Linked DNA regions of Mus musculus: all the other regions are linked to region 3. A link is a contact called in public HiChIP or PLAC-seq data. All regions are on one chromosome and are shown on one strand. Each heading gives the region's core, a stretch centred on a gene start, on an enhancer-like site or on the middle of the called end of the contact. The rest is flanking DNA. Distances are from core to core; before and after follow the strand shown. Region 1 has its middle 19 kb from the start of Dnajc12. Region 2 has its middle 7.6 kb from the start of n-TStga3. Region 3 overlaps Mypn (myopalladin).

What was found. HiChIP or PLAC-seq counts read pairs in DNA pulled down with a chosen protein or histone mark.
Region 1: a contact with region 3 is called in an H3K27ac HiChIP or PLAC-seq map of embryonic stem cells, with 5 read pairs. The contact joins two enhancer-like sites. A contact is called at or near these places in 1 of 39 promoter capture datasets (neutrophils), 1 of 484 Hi-C or Micro-C datasets (nephron progenitors) and 5 of 115 datasets of contacts at active chromatin or transcription factors (bone marrow-derived macrophages and embryonic stem cells).
Region 2: a contact with region 3 is called in an H3K27ac HiChIP or PLAC-seq map of embryonic stem cells, with 5 read pairs. The contact joins two enhancer-like sites. A contact is called at or near these places in 1 of 39 promoter capture datasets (pre-B cells), 1 of 484 Hi-C or Micro-C datasets (embryonic stem cells), 2 of 115 datasets of contacts at active chromatin or transcription factors (embryonic stem cells and memory CD8 T cells) and 2 of 9 other capture datasets (adipose tissue and liver).

What each region holds. Positions count from the first base shown.
Region 1 is chr10:63,365,226-63,369,475 of GRCm38.p6, reverse strand. No RefSeq gene overlaps it. Among named protein-coding and RNA genes, the nearest start is that of Dnajc12, 19 kb to the left of the region's middle. Within about 2 kb of position 2,780, at least 14 of the 459 cell types and tissues checked have an H3K27ac peak or open chromatin away from gene starts, as enhancers often do. A contact at or near this core is called in embryonic stem cells, where this site is marked.
Region 2 is chr10:63,419,763-63,424,053 of GRCm38.p6, reverse strand. It overlaps the pseudogene Gm7075. Among named protein-coding and RNA genes, the nearest start is that of n-TStga3, 7.6 kb to the left of the region's middle. Within about 2 kb of position 1,938, at least 8 of the 459 cell types and tissues checked have an H3K27ac peak or open chromatin away from gene starts, as enhancers often do. A contact at or near this core is called in embryonic stem cells, where this site is marked.
Region 3 is chr10:63,179,621-63,184,160 of GRCm38.p6, reverse strand. The region is part of intron 2 of Mypn (myopalladin); the gene reads left to right. Among named protein-coding and RNA genes, the nearest start is that of Mypn, 22 kb to the left of the region's middle. Within about 2 kb of position 1,585, at least 6 of the 459 cell types and tissues checked have an H3K27ac peak or open chromatin away from gene starts, as enhancers often do. A contact at or near this core is called in embryonic stem cells, where this site is marked.

The DNA.
Region 1 (4,250 bases), core at 1,531-4,030, 180 kb before region 3:
CCCCATCTCAAAAACAACAGGGCAGCAGTTTGGTGTGGTGGTGCAGAGCTTTAATTCCAGTGCATAGAAGGCAGAGGCAGGAGAATCTCTGTGAGTTCAAGGACAACCAAGGGCTACATAGAGAAACACTGTCTTAAAAAAATAAAAACATTAAATAAATAAAACTAGTTCTAGGGGGTGTGTTTGTAGGTAAAGGAGCTGGCTGTTAAGGCTGAGGACTTGAGTTTAATCCCTGAGACCCACAAAATAAAGGAGAGAACCAATCCCCACAAACTATCCTTGACTTCCACATCTGTTCCATACCCTCCCCCTCCCACACATATATATACACAGAGTTTTACAAAAACAAAAACAAAAATGAATGAATGAATGAATGAAATAAAGATACTGTGGTGGTTTGAATAGGAATGGCCCTTATAGGTTTATATATTTAATGCTTAGGGAGTGAAATTACGAGATGTGGCCTTGTTGGAGGAAGTGTGCCACTGGGGGTGGGCAATGCTCAAGCTAGGGCCAGTGTCTGTCTGTCTCTCTCCCTCTCTCGGCTGCCTATAGATCCAGATGTAGGACTCTCCGTTCTTCCTCCAGCTCCATGTCTGCCTGCTTACCCCCGTGCTTTTCCCACTGTGATGACAATAGACCAAACCTCTGAGGTGTACGCCAGCCCCAGTTAAATGCTTTCCTTTATAAGAGCTGCTGTGGCCATGGTGTCTGTAAGAATACTAGTATATGTTCACTGAATATCGATTTTGAAATAATTCAAAACTTTAAGCCTGTCTTAGTTAGGGTTTCCATTGCTGAGAAGACATACTGTGACCAAGGCAACTCTTATAAAGGACAACATTTAATTGGGGCTGGCTTACAGGTTTAGAGGTTCAGTCCGTTATCATCATGGTGGGAAGCATGGCAGCATCCAGGCAGACTTGGTGCTGGAGGAGCCAAGAGTTCTACATCTTGATCTGAAAGCAGCCAGGAAAAGACTGCCTTCTAGGCAACTAGGGGGAGGGTCTCAAAGCCCACCCCCACAGTGACACACTTCCTCCAACAAGGCTACACCTACACCAACAAGGCCATTCCCTGGGCCAAGCCTATACAAACCACCACAGTGTCTCTTCACAGCAATAGAGCACTGATTGAGACAGATATGAAGGCAGAGGATATAGCTCAGTAGGGTGTTCCTAACATACTGGTTCAGTCCCCAGTATGGGAACAAACAAAACTGTCAAGTGCTACGGGCAGAGGGCCAACACAGTGGTAGAGAAGTTCCCTCGCATGTGCAATGCCCTGAGTCAATCAATAAGAGCTGGAGAACAGGGCAGAGCTGGCACATGCCTTTAGTTCCAGCATTGGTGAATTCCAGAATTCCAGGCTAGCTGATTCTATAAGACCCTATCTCCAATATCGTGTGTGTGTGTGTGTGTGTGTGTGTGTGTGTATGTATGAAATATAATTTGGCAAAGGGGTACATGGCAAGGCCCATGCCAAGGTGTGGCCCCTGAGTAATTACATCATGCAACAGATCAGGTATAAAGGGGGTTTACTGGGGGAAGGGAAAGGAGTGAGGGTCTGGGAAGACGGGAAGAGGCAGACAAGTGGACATGTAGACAGGCAGGCAGACAGACAGGAAGCAGACAGAGAGCCATGAGGGCAGAGAAGGAAAGAAGAGGTCAAGAGAGAATGCCGGGAACAGAGAAAGACACAGAGAGAGAAAACGGGGAAACTGAAAGGGCTGGGGTGGTAGGCAGTCCATTTATAGGCAGCCCATAACCTAGCAGCCGCAGATGACTTAAGTTGTTGCTAGGTCCCTGAGAGGAGTCTAATGGAATGGTCTGTAAGTTAACACGCCAACACACACACAGTGTTAAAAAATAACTTTCGCTTAGACATGGTAATACGTGCCAAAACTCTAAGCACCCAGGAGGCTGAGACAGAAGGGTCACAAGTTTCAGGTCAGCCCGCAGCTACCCAGCAAGTTCCAAAACAGACTGAGAAACATAGCAAGACTCTGACCAAAAATCAAGAAAGTCCACTCTGATTGCAGTTAAGGGAAGCAGTTTTCAGAGTTGAAATTACCTAATACTGAGGTTAAAGAAATTGTTGTCAAGAAGTTAGGAGCGTCCTCATGGGTACCAGTGTCCATGAGGAGGCCTTGGATCCCTTGGCATCAAACACTGTTTTCAGGAAGCGCACGGGCCAGTTCAGTGGCCTCTCACAGCTGGGTAGCACTTTCTTAGTTCCTACAGAGTTAGTGTTCGGCGGCGGGAGGGGGGTGGGGGGGGTGGGGGGTGGGGGGGGTGGTATCAATTAACAAAGAAATCTGAAACCTTCACAAGCCTCTGTGTACTAAACACTCCAAACATCAGTTTGACCTACTGTCCCGCCATGTCCTTGAGGACTCGCGATTTAAACCGCTTTGGCAGATAAAACAGAGTACGACAGTTCTCTTAAGGCAATGAGCATTTGCCAGGAAAACAACAGGTGGGTATCCCAACCACTTCCAAAAGCATCCTTCGCCTTCCACTGAAATCGGTGAAGCCACTTGAAATAGTGAGCCCGGGAGACCCCATCCCTAGAACCTCTAAGCCTTCTGAAACAGGGCTTCAGATTTTAATGAAGAGCTGAAGTTGGAAATCACTACATGCCACGTCATATCCAGAGAGTCCATCCTTCTGTCTTTACAGTGGCTGCTCATGAATCAAACAGTTCTTCACCTCCCGCAGCAAGACTCTACACCCCAGGTTTCGAGGTGCGTGGTGAAGGGAGGTGTGCTGTGCGCGGCCCCTCGGTAGCGCCCTGGGTCTCCTTATGATTGGCTCTGTGACGATGTGTCTTCCACATCTAGCTCTCTTTGGTCTGAAAGGGAATAAGTGAGTGAATGAATGAATGAATGAATGAATGAATGAGGGTAGGGCAGGAGCCCCTTTGTCTCCTCCTCCTTTTGTCCTGAGGCTATACTGGTGAGTAGGAAAACTGAAAATCCAAATTTTGTTAAAGGTGTGCTGGATCTGTATTCCTATCCCAGGCAAGGCAAAGCCAGCTGAGCCTTCCATTGTTTTGCTGGTTAAAGCTGTTTTAAGTTTTGACACACACACTTCTCCATTAGTCTCCCTTGTTCAGGATCTTTCTGGGACTGACTGGTACTGTAGCCGTTAGTATTCTAATGCTAATTTGGGTCCCCTAAGTTAGTTGACTTGAGAGGGTAACTCCTAGCTTCTGGGAAACTGCCCCAGTTAATTCTGATTGGTAAATAAAGATGCCAGCAGCCAATAGCTGGGGAGAAGAGAGGAAGAGGCAGGATTTAAGGTTCCTGGGCTTGGGACCTGGAGGAAGCAGGAGGGAAGAAGAGAGACTCGCTCTGCCTCAGGAGTGTGCAGAACAGAGACAAGAGCAGCCATGGGGTAGGGAAGCAAGGCGAGCCTTGGGTTCCGGGCCAAGAAAACGTGGCCCAGAGGGCTGACTAATTGGAATTAGGAGCAGCGAAGATGGAGCATAGAGATTAGAAGTAGTAACTCAGAGTTAGGCAGTTGCCCGGCTATTGTGTTATTTAAGGCATATTAAAATATAAAGGCGGTGTGTGTGTCTTTCATCTGGGAACATAAATGGTCTAAGGTGGGAAGGACCTCGCGCCAGGATTTATTAAAAATATTACTATTGGGCTGGAAAGATGGCTCAGCGGTTAAGAGCACTGACTGCTCTTCCAAAGGTCCTGACTGAGTTCAAAATCCCAGTAACCGCTGGGGGGGGGGGGGGGGGCGCACACCTTTAATCCCAGCTCTTGGGAGGCAGAGGCAGGCGGATTTCTGAGTTCGAGGCCAGCCTGGTCTACAGAGTGAGTTCTAGGACAGCCAGGGCTACACAGAAAAATCCTGTCTTAAAAAAAAAAAAAATCCCAGCAACGAGGCTGGAGAGATGGCTCAGTATTTAACAGCACGACTGCTCTTCTGAAGGTCCTGAGTTCAGATCTGACGTCCTCTTCTGGTGTGCCTGACAACAGCTACAGTGTACTTCATAGAATAAATAAATCTTTAAACAATATATTACTACTACAACATACACCAGGTGTAAGAAGTACACATCATCAGAATGTTTGTTGTCCACCTGTTGAAGGGCCAGGCTCTCTGCTATGGACTAGGGATACCAGATAAGTCAAGCCCAGAATGTATGTGGTATCTCTATAGTCCAGGTGGTCTTGAACTTGCTAGGGTACCTAGGCTGGTCTCTAACTCTCTGTCCTAGGATTACCAGCAAGT
Region 2 (4,291 bases), core at 689-3,188, 240 kb before region 3:
GTTCCTGTCGGGTTGGTCTGGTGCTGCTTGTTTTCAGATGCTGAATTCTGTACCTCTATCTGCTTGCTCTGAGATGAGCAGATCCTCCGGACACAGGCTACTGCTATCTAAACCTTGTTGCCCAAGTTATCCCTGATTGGTTAATTAAGATGCCTACAGCCTGGGCTGAGTAAAAGAGATGGTGGTGGAGGGAGGTTCCTGGGCTTTGGGTTGGGGAGAGACCAGGGAGCAGAGGAAGGGGAAAAGAAAGGAGTGGTCATAGGGTTAGGTAGATCAGGAGGGCTGGCCTGTTGGATAAGAGCAACCCAGGCAGAACGTGGCAAATGATATCTCCGGTTATTTACTACGAAGTAGACAAGGTAGCATAGAGGGCTGATATCTGCCCAGTTCTAAAGTTTTGAGGCGTGTGTGTGTGTGTGTGTGTGTGTGTGTGTGTGCACTCTCTCTCTCTCTCTCTCTCTCTCTCTCTCTCTCTCGTGATTTTTACTTGGGAACTAAACAATCTAAGGTGGGGTAGAAACCCCCAAATAATATTTTCCACAGCAGGTTTTTTCTGAACTCATTCTCTAAAAGCATGCCTGGGAATACCATGACCAGTGGGAAAGGGCGATCGGCGTGCAACAACTTTTTATACACTAGTGACACTAGTGACATAGCAGTAAACAGAGTCCGCAAAACAGACACATCACCAGTCACAAGAGTCCACTCCTGTGATACCAGCCATAAGAAAAACAGGGCCAAACGATTTCGATGAGTTTGAAGCCAACCAGGGCTACAGAACCGGACCAGCTCTCAGAAAACCAGACTTACAGTTCTTACTGTGGGGAAGGAAAAGGCACAGTGAAAACTTGTCCAGCAGTTGTTTAGAGGTTCGTCTGCTGCAGAAATAGTCTCCCCCTTCACCCCATTGTTTCACACACTAAGGTGTGTATGTAGACGCCCACCCTCATCCTACCTTGGGCCACAGATAACAACTGGCTCAGACTGCTGAACACACACACACACACACACACACACACACCTCTGAACAGAAGAGTTCTTTCCTCTCCCAAACAGCAATGACGTGAGCGTGGACCCAAGCAATCTGCAGAATCATTAGAGATTGCTTCAGATTCTTCGTGGCCCTAGGCTTTATTCATGAAATGCCTGTTGTGGACAAGATCCTCAGTGGACCCCGCAGCAGAGATAGAAAGGCAGCTCAGCAACCTTCCCATCTGGACATTTTGCAGTTTCGCAGATGAGACCAAAGGCTTTCTGGGCAGACCCTTCTGCTACTGGTAGTCCAATGCCACCATCTTGTGGCTATTGGAGGAAAGATGACCTGAAATTTTATTTGGGGGGCTCTGTGTGTATTTTGTAGTGAAAAAACTCTCTCTCTCTTTCTCTCTCTTTCTCTCTCTCTCTCTCTCTCTCTCTCTCTCTCTCTCTCTCTCTCTCTCTCTCTCTCTCTCTCTCTCGTCTTGGCTGGAACTAGAGAGATGACTCAGCAGTTAAGACCACTGGCTGCTCTTCCAGAGAACCCAGGGTTCAACTCACACCATAAGCATGACAGCAATCATTTGTTAACTCCAGTTCCAGGGGATCTGATGCCCTCTTCTGGTGAGCACCGGCACTGCATGACTGCTGTGCAGACAACACTTACAAGACACATAAAAGGTGTGTGGTGCACACCTTTAGTCCCAGCACTTAGGAGGCAGGGGAAAGAGGATCTCTTGAGTTCAAGGTCAACCTAGTCTACAGAGTGAATTCCAGGACAGCCAGAGGTACCAGGAGGAACCCTGTCTTGAAAAAAAATAGTAATAAAATAAATGTTTAAATACTTTTTTAAAATCATCTTGGTGCTGGAGAGTTGGCTCAGTGGTTAAGAGAACTCATTACTCTTGCAGAGAACCTGGGTTCCATTCCCAGCTCTCACACAGTGGCTCACAACCATTTGTAACTCCAATCCCAGAAGATCGCAGTCCCTCTTCTGACCTCCAGGGGCACCAGGCGTGCACAGAGTGCACATACGTATGCGCAGGCAAAACACTCATACACATAAAATTGTTTTTAAAAACTAAATCATCTTGCTGTGCGTGGCGGTGCACACCTTTAGTCCCAGCACTCGTGAAGCCAGGTGGATCTCTTTGAGTTCAAGACCACCCTGGTCTACAGTGTGAGTTCCAGGACAGCCAGGGCTACACAGAGGATCCCTGTCTTTAAAAAAAAAAAAAAAAAAAAAAAAAAAAAAAAAAAATTAAATAACCTTGTACAGAAATGTTCAGACCTCCTGCCTCTGCGCCCAACGTCCGCGTCGCCGATCTGCGCCGCCGTCATGGCCGACGTGGAGGACGGCGAGGAACCCTGCGTCCTTTCTTCGCACTCCAGCTCAGGCTCCAAGTCGGGAGGCAACAAGATGTTCTCCCTCAAGAAGTGGAACGCGGTAGCCATGTGGAGCTGGGACGTTGAGTGCGATACCTGTGCCACCTGCAGGGTCCAGGTGATGGATGCCTGTCTTCGATGTCAAGCTGAAAACAAGCAAAAGGACTGTGTCGTGGTCTGGGGAGAGTGTAACCATTCCTTCCACAACTGTTGCATGTCCCTGTGGGTGAAACAGAATAATCGCTGCCCTCTGTGCCAGCAGGACTGGGTGGTCCAAAGAATCGGCAAATGAGAGGTGGCCCAGGCGCTCCTGGTGTGGTTGCTGACCCTGGACAACCTTGCCATCAAGTTACTGGACAAAGACTAAACACTGCAGGGGATTCATCCTTGAGAGAGAGAGGATGCTGTGTGCCTTTGAGACTCATCAAAGGCATGCTTTATTAATTTGTCTGTTTAGTTTTGGGAAATTCTCTACAATTAAAATAATTTGTTAAAAATGGCCTTTCCTACCTCTGTGGTGTGTGTGTGATACGTATGCATAGAAGAGCAAGAACACCAGAAAATGATCTTTGTTTATCTGTCAGTACCCACGACTGTGGGAACATTGGGTTCACAGAAGAACATTGTTTGTGTTTATGCTTGAGGGTTAAAAAAATAGATAAATGAATGTTACAGTAACAAATAAAATGCATTGAAAAGCCGACTCCTCCTAAATCATTTTTGTGTTGGGAGAGAGGCAAGTGAGGCAACCCTGCTGTCTTCATTTACTGTGAATAAGGATTTTAACCTGCACTCGGTGAAGAGGGTAAATACGGTGTAACTGTCAGGTAAACGGCTTTGTCTCCTGACTTCTCCATCTTTGACTTGGCCAGGAAGCCTGGACTGTTCAACCACTTAGTTCTAAAGAACTGTTTTCTGTTTTTGCGAAGGTTGTATTGTATGTTTTAGTCAAAATATTAGTAGGAAAATGCTTACTAGTATAACACTGAAGTTCATTATGCAGTGTTTTAATAAATAAAATATTGTGCTTTGAGTTATTAAAGTTTGATATATACTCTTAAAATCATTAAACTAATTCATCAATTAAATAATTCGAAGAAAAAAAAAAGAAATGTTCAAAGTTTTCCAAGACACATTCCCTGAAACACTACGATCGTGTTGTGCATCATCTGGCTAAAATCACTCTGTGTCGGTTCCATGTTCTTCTCACAGAAATTTGGCAGCCTGAAATTCTGTCACCTCAGTTGGAACTGACCATAAGGAAATACCTTCTTTATACTCCTCATTTCTCTCAGGGGCTTCAACTGTCACGAGTATCTAGAGTTCTGAGGTCTTCTTCACTTGAGCAATGAAAAGAAAAAAAATCCTTCCTCCAATTCCTTGTTAAGCAGGTATAGTACTATGTCACTTTGCTTTCATCTTTTCTGAAACCAGCTATAAAAACTAACCCCCACCACGAAAAAGCACACACTTTCTGACAAGCACACAAGATCTGCACTGGACAAGTTGTCGTCGGTATAATCTGCACCTGTAGCAAGCATGTGAGCAGTGTGTAGCCCAGAAGATGGAAATCCTCCTGTCATATTGGGGGAGATGGGCCTCTCAGAGACCAGTCACCAAAGCAGCTGCTGGCAGAACCCAAAATAGAGTTAGAATAGACGACACGGTGAAGTGGCTTCTTCCCTAGTCCTCTGAGGGAGAATTTTTTTACTGTGTTTGCATCAACATACCATGTGTGCGGTGTTGTGGTAGGTACTTTTATTGAGCATCTGCTATTCACAAGACCCACCTGTTCCAAAAGGGCATCCAATGGTGAACAAGACTGCCCCCTCCCCTGAGGAGCTCACACACTTGCTGTAGGGATGGGCTAGACACTGTAATGACCATCACAGAAGGTACAGGTTGATTCTGCTATCAGAAGACCACCTGA
Region 3 (4,540 bases), core at 336-2,835:
AGTGTATTAGTCAGTCTGTCATGTAAAAACGTGAGGTGACTGGAATTAGAATGTCTATATTCTTTCACTCCATGACTTAGCTTCCTTAAGCCAAGTCCCTGTTCAGTCTTTTTCACGCTGTGTGGTATATCAGCACATGGCTACACTGTTGCTCCCCCCGGCCCCCCATGACTGATCTTCTTCAGTGTTTCCCCCTACATTTATAATGGTATATACTTCCAATATAGCCTGGTGAACGTGTTTTCACTTCTTTTTTTAATGTGGGTAGGGATGAGATTAGAGGCAGTGTCTGTATAACATCAACCTCATAAAAGTAGCAAATTGTCTTCCCAAAGAATTGTTCTGACTTTTGGTCTCACGGAGATAATGCAAGGGTTTTGGTGACTCTGTATCATGGCCAATATTGGCATTACCAGTTTAACTAATGGAGTGGGTATGAAGCTCTGCCGCATATTATTTAGTTGATCATATTAAATTTTTTATTTATTTGTTTAATAATAATGGGTGTTAATAGCCACAAACATGGTGGATTTTTCTATTTCCTAAGGCGTCCTGTAGCAAATTTGTTTTGTTTGTGTTTGGTTTTAGGCTTTGCAGTTCCCACTGGTCCTGATCTTATTTCTGACCTTAACAAGATCGATTTCTACCCTTTAACATTATGTGGGATTTTGTTAAACATCCTCTCCTCTAGGAAGTTTCTTATTTAAAAATCCAGTCAGGCATCATGGCACATGCCTATAATCCCAGTGCTTTTGAGGTAAAGGCAGGAGTTTCAGGCCAGCACGGGGACTAGAGCTTGTGTTTAAAAAAGAGAAGAAAACTTAATTTGGGTGTATGGGTAAGAGAGCAATGTAGAGTGTGTGTGTGTGTGTGTGTGTGTGTGTGTGTGTGTGTGTTTATGTGTGTGCATGTGTGTGTGTTTGAGTATGTGTGTATGAGTGTGTGTGTGTGTGCAGGGATATTCATCCATGAATGCTCATGTAGAGGAGAGAGTTGTTTCTTCAGCTGCTCTCCACATTATTCTTTGAAACAAGGAGGATGTCCTGACAGACCTGGAACTCACTGTCTTGCCTAAACTGGCTAGCCAGAGAGCCTCTGGGAATCTGCCTTCTGACTTCCAGCCTCCTACAGTGTTTGGGGTTGCAGGTGTGCTTCATTGACCCTGGCTTGTATTCTTCCCTCATATGTGTGCACACATACATGCACACACATGTGTGGTATTTTAAGACTCGGGGAGCCTTGGCTTACCAGGGACCAGGTGAGTGAACCACAGGAGCCGGGATCGATGCAAAAAGCAAGAAGTGTTTATTGTTCCAGTGCACTGGGGTCGTCCTAGACCCAAAAGAGAGGTGGCGACCCCCAGCACCTGTTCAGTGAGTTTTTATATGGTTTCCAGGGGCAGAACAGAGCATCAGCAACTAGGCACAATACTATTGGCAGAACAGTGAGCCCTTTAAACTGATTGGTCTCTAGGGAATGAGGTGACAAGGAAATTGTCTGAAAGTGAGCAATGATCAGCCCTGGGGAATGTGCCCCCACCTGCAGGTCTGCTCCCACCCAGCGGTCTGAGAAATGCTAATTAGCCTCTCCCTTCCCAAGGGGTGAGTGTTTCATGACCTGCCCAAAGTCCCTATGCTGATCTTTTCAGTATGTGTCTCAGTGTGCACAGGAAGGTCAGAGGACGAACAGCAGGAGTGGGTTCTCTCCACCCACCACATCATTGTTGGAGAGCTAGACTCTGTCTCTCCTACTTACACAGAAAGCACTTCATCTGCTGAATCATTGTCCAAGCCTAAGTTTAAAAAAAAAATAGTAAGAGAGAATTTAAAGGTTTTTTTCTCCTATGGAGATCATCGATTTCTTCCAGCATCATTCCTGTTAACATAGCAAAGAATACGGGCTTTATAATATTAAGAGAAACTCAGTTTTTGGGTTTTTTTTTTTTTTTGAGATAAACATATCCTAGCCGGGCTGTGGTGACACACATCTTTAATCCCAGCACTTGGGAGGCAGAGGCAGGCGAATTTCTGAGTTCGAGGCCAGCCTGGTCTACAGAGTGAGTTCCAGGACAGCCAAGGCTATACAGAGAAACTCTGTCTCAAAAACAAACAAACAAACAAACAAACAAACAAGAGATAAATATATCCTGGTCACAATCTATTATCTTTTTGATATGTTTCTGGATCCGGTTTATTGGCATTTGGTTTAGAACTTTTGCATTTTTTGTTCAAGTACAAAATCAACTTCAGTTTTCCCTCTCCTACTTCTGTCACAAAAGAATTGCCCCAAACCCCAAGGGTGATGCTTAATCCATGCCAGGGAGTCAACCTTGGAACTCTCTGTGGTTTGCCTCTTTATGACTGGTAGGGGCCTCCAATCTAAGTTAGGGGCTACTCTCTTCATCATTATTATCATATCATCCCTATCTAGTCAGTGTTGTAAAGAAATACCAATATACAAATTTTGGGTCAATAAGAAAACCAGTTTTTCATGAGTGTTTTTCCTCCTGGCCCCAAGCTCCCGAAATAATGACTATGAGACTCAAAATATATAAACAAATACCTTGGCCAGATAGCCTAAAATATATAAACAAATACGTTGGCCAGATAGCCTCAGCTGGTTCCCCAATTAGATAACAACTTAATAACCCATTTATTCCCATCTAAGTTTTGCCACATGGCTAGTTACCTCTGCCCAAGTTCAGTGCATCTATCCTCCTTCATGTTCTGGGGCCAATCTCTCTGTGCCTGGCTCTCTCCCAGAATCCTTTCTCTCTACCAGATGTCTCTCCTATAGGCCATAAGGTTTTGTTTTTTTTTTTTTTAATTGACAAGTGATGCATCCATACAACACACAAGATGTTCTCTCTGCAGGGTACACTGGGAAAATGCATCCCAAATGGTAAGAGAAAAATAGGGACCAACATAGAAAAGAGGAGTTGCTCTAAGAAGGAATAGTTAAACTGGGCAGGGCACTCTGGAATCTGAGGCAGGAGGATTTAGAGTTTGAAGCCAGCCTGAGCTACATAGACCTGTCTGGAAATTTGATAAGTAAAACTCTTTTGAGAAAGATGGAATAAATTGTGGGCTACACTGAATGCAAATTAGAGGCAAATAAGGTGAAAACCTCGGTAGCATGAGTTAGATATTATTAACTTATTTATATTATCGTTAAATTATAAATATTAATGCAAATAGGTATTTAACTTAATAGTAGTGTGACCTCGGGAGAATTGAAAGGATAATAGGCACAGCAGGTAGATTAGAAGTGTCTTAGTTAGGGTTTTACTGCTGTGAACAGACACCATGACCAAGGCAACTCTTATAAGGACAACACTTAATTAGGGCTGGCTTACAGGTTCAGAGGTTCAGTCCATTATCATCAAAGTAGGAGCATGGCAGCATCCAGGCAGGCATGGTGCAAGAGGAGCTGAAAGTTCTACATCTTCATCTGAAGGCTGCTAGTAGAATACTGTCTTCCAGGAAGCTAGAAAAAGGGTCTTAAAGCCCACGCCCACAGTGACACACCTACTCCAACAAGGCCAAACATCCTAATAGTGCCACTCCCTGGGCCAAGCATATTCAAACCACCACAGAAAGTGAAAGGGGCAGGGGTTGTCATACCAAAATGGAAGATTGAGGACAAGTGTCTGCCTTCCCTTCCAACCCCTATCCAAACCTAATAAAAACCATAGAGAACATCTGGGATCTGAGACAGGATCTCTTCCATCTCAGGATCACCTCACACTTACTCTGAAGCTACAGAGCTTCTGTTTCTGCCACCTCCCCCTCCAGACTTTGGGCTCACCACTGTGGGCCTCCACATCTGGTTTCTTGGTGCTGGGGACCCAACCCAGAACCTCTTGCACATCAGGCAAGACTTCACCAATCAAACTACATCACCAGCCTCAAATCTGAGACTTCTAGCAATTCCCTAAAAGGTAGAGATCCCACATGGAAGACAGATACCAGTTCTGTGAGTCTCGATGCATCTATAAACTAGAGACATCCTCTTTAAGATAAATAATCCAACCTCCTGAATATACAGTAATGTATACAGACTATACAATAAAGGCCTCGGAAGGGTCCTGTAAAATCTAAAGATTCACTGACATCTTAAATAATATGAACCCTGATTGACAATGAAAACCGAAATCCAAATCATATTTCAGAGAAAATGGGATAGGTCTTAGGAACGCTTCTGGGCATGCTCCAGATTCAGAGGGGAGAAACCCAATGGCTAGAAGAGGACACTAGCAGTCAGCGTGATCAACCTCGGGGCTACATTTAAAGCAGCTGTGTGGGTCAGGGCTTCCCACTTTCTTTGCTTGGGCTGAGCACCCAGCACAATCCTGAATACAGGAGCCAACACAGCAGGTGTGTTCCGGAGGGGCCGGGGCAGTGGCCCAGGCAGTGGCCCAGATAGCTAACAATAGCCAGGAGGGTTGGGGCACTTCTGGTACACAGCGTTCGTTCGCCCGGCTGAAATCGCGGCTGCCTTTCACCAACAATCACCAGAAACTCTTGTCTCCTGTAATCAG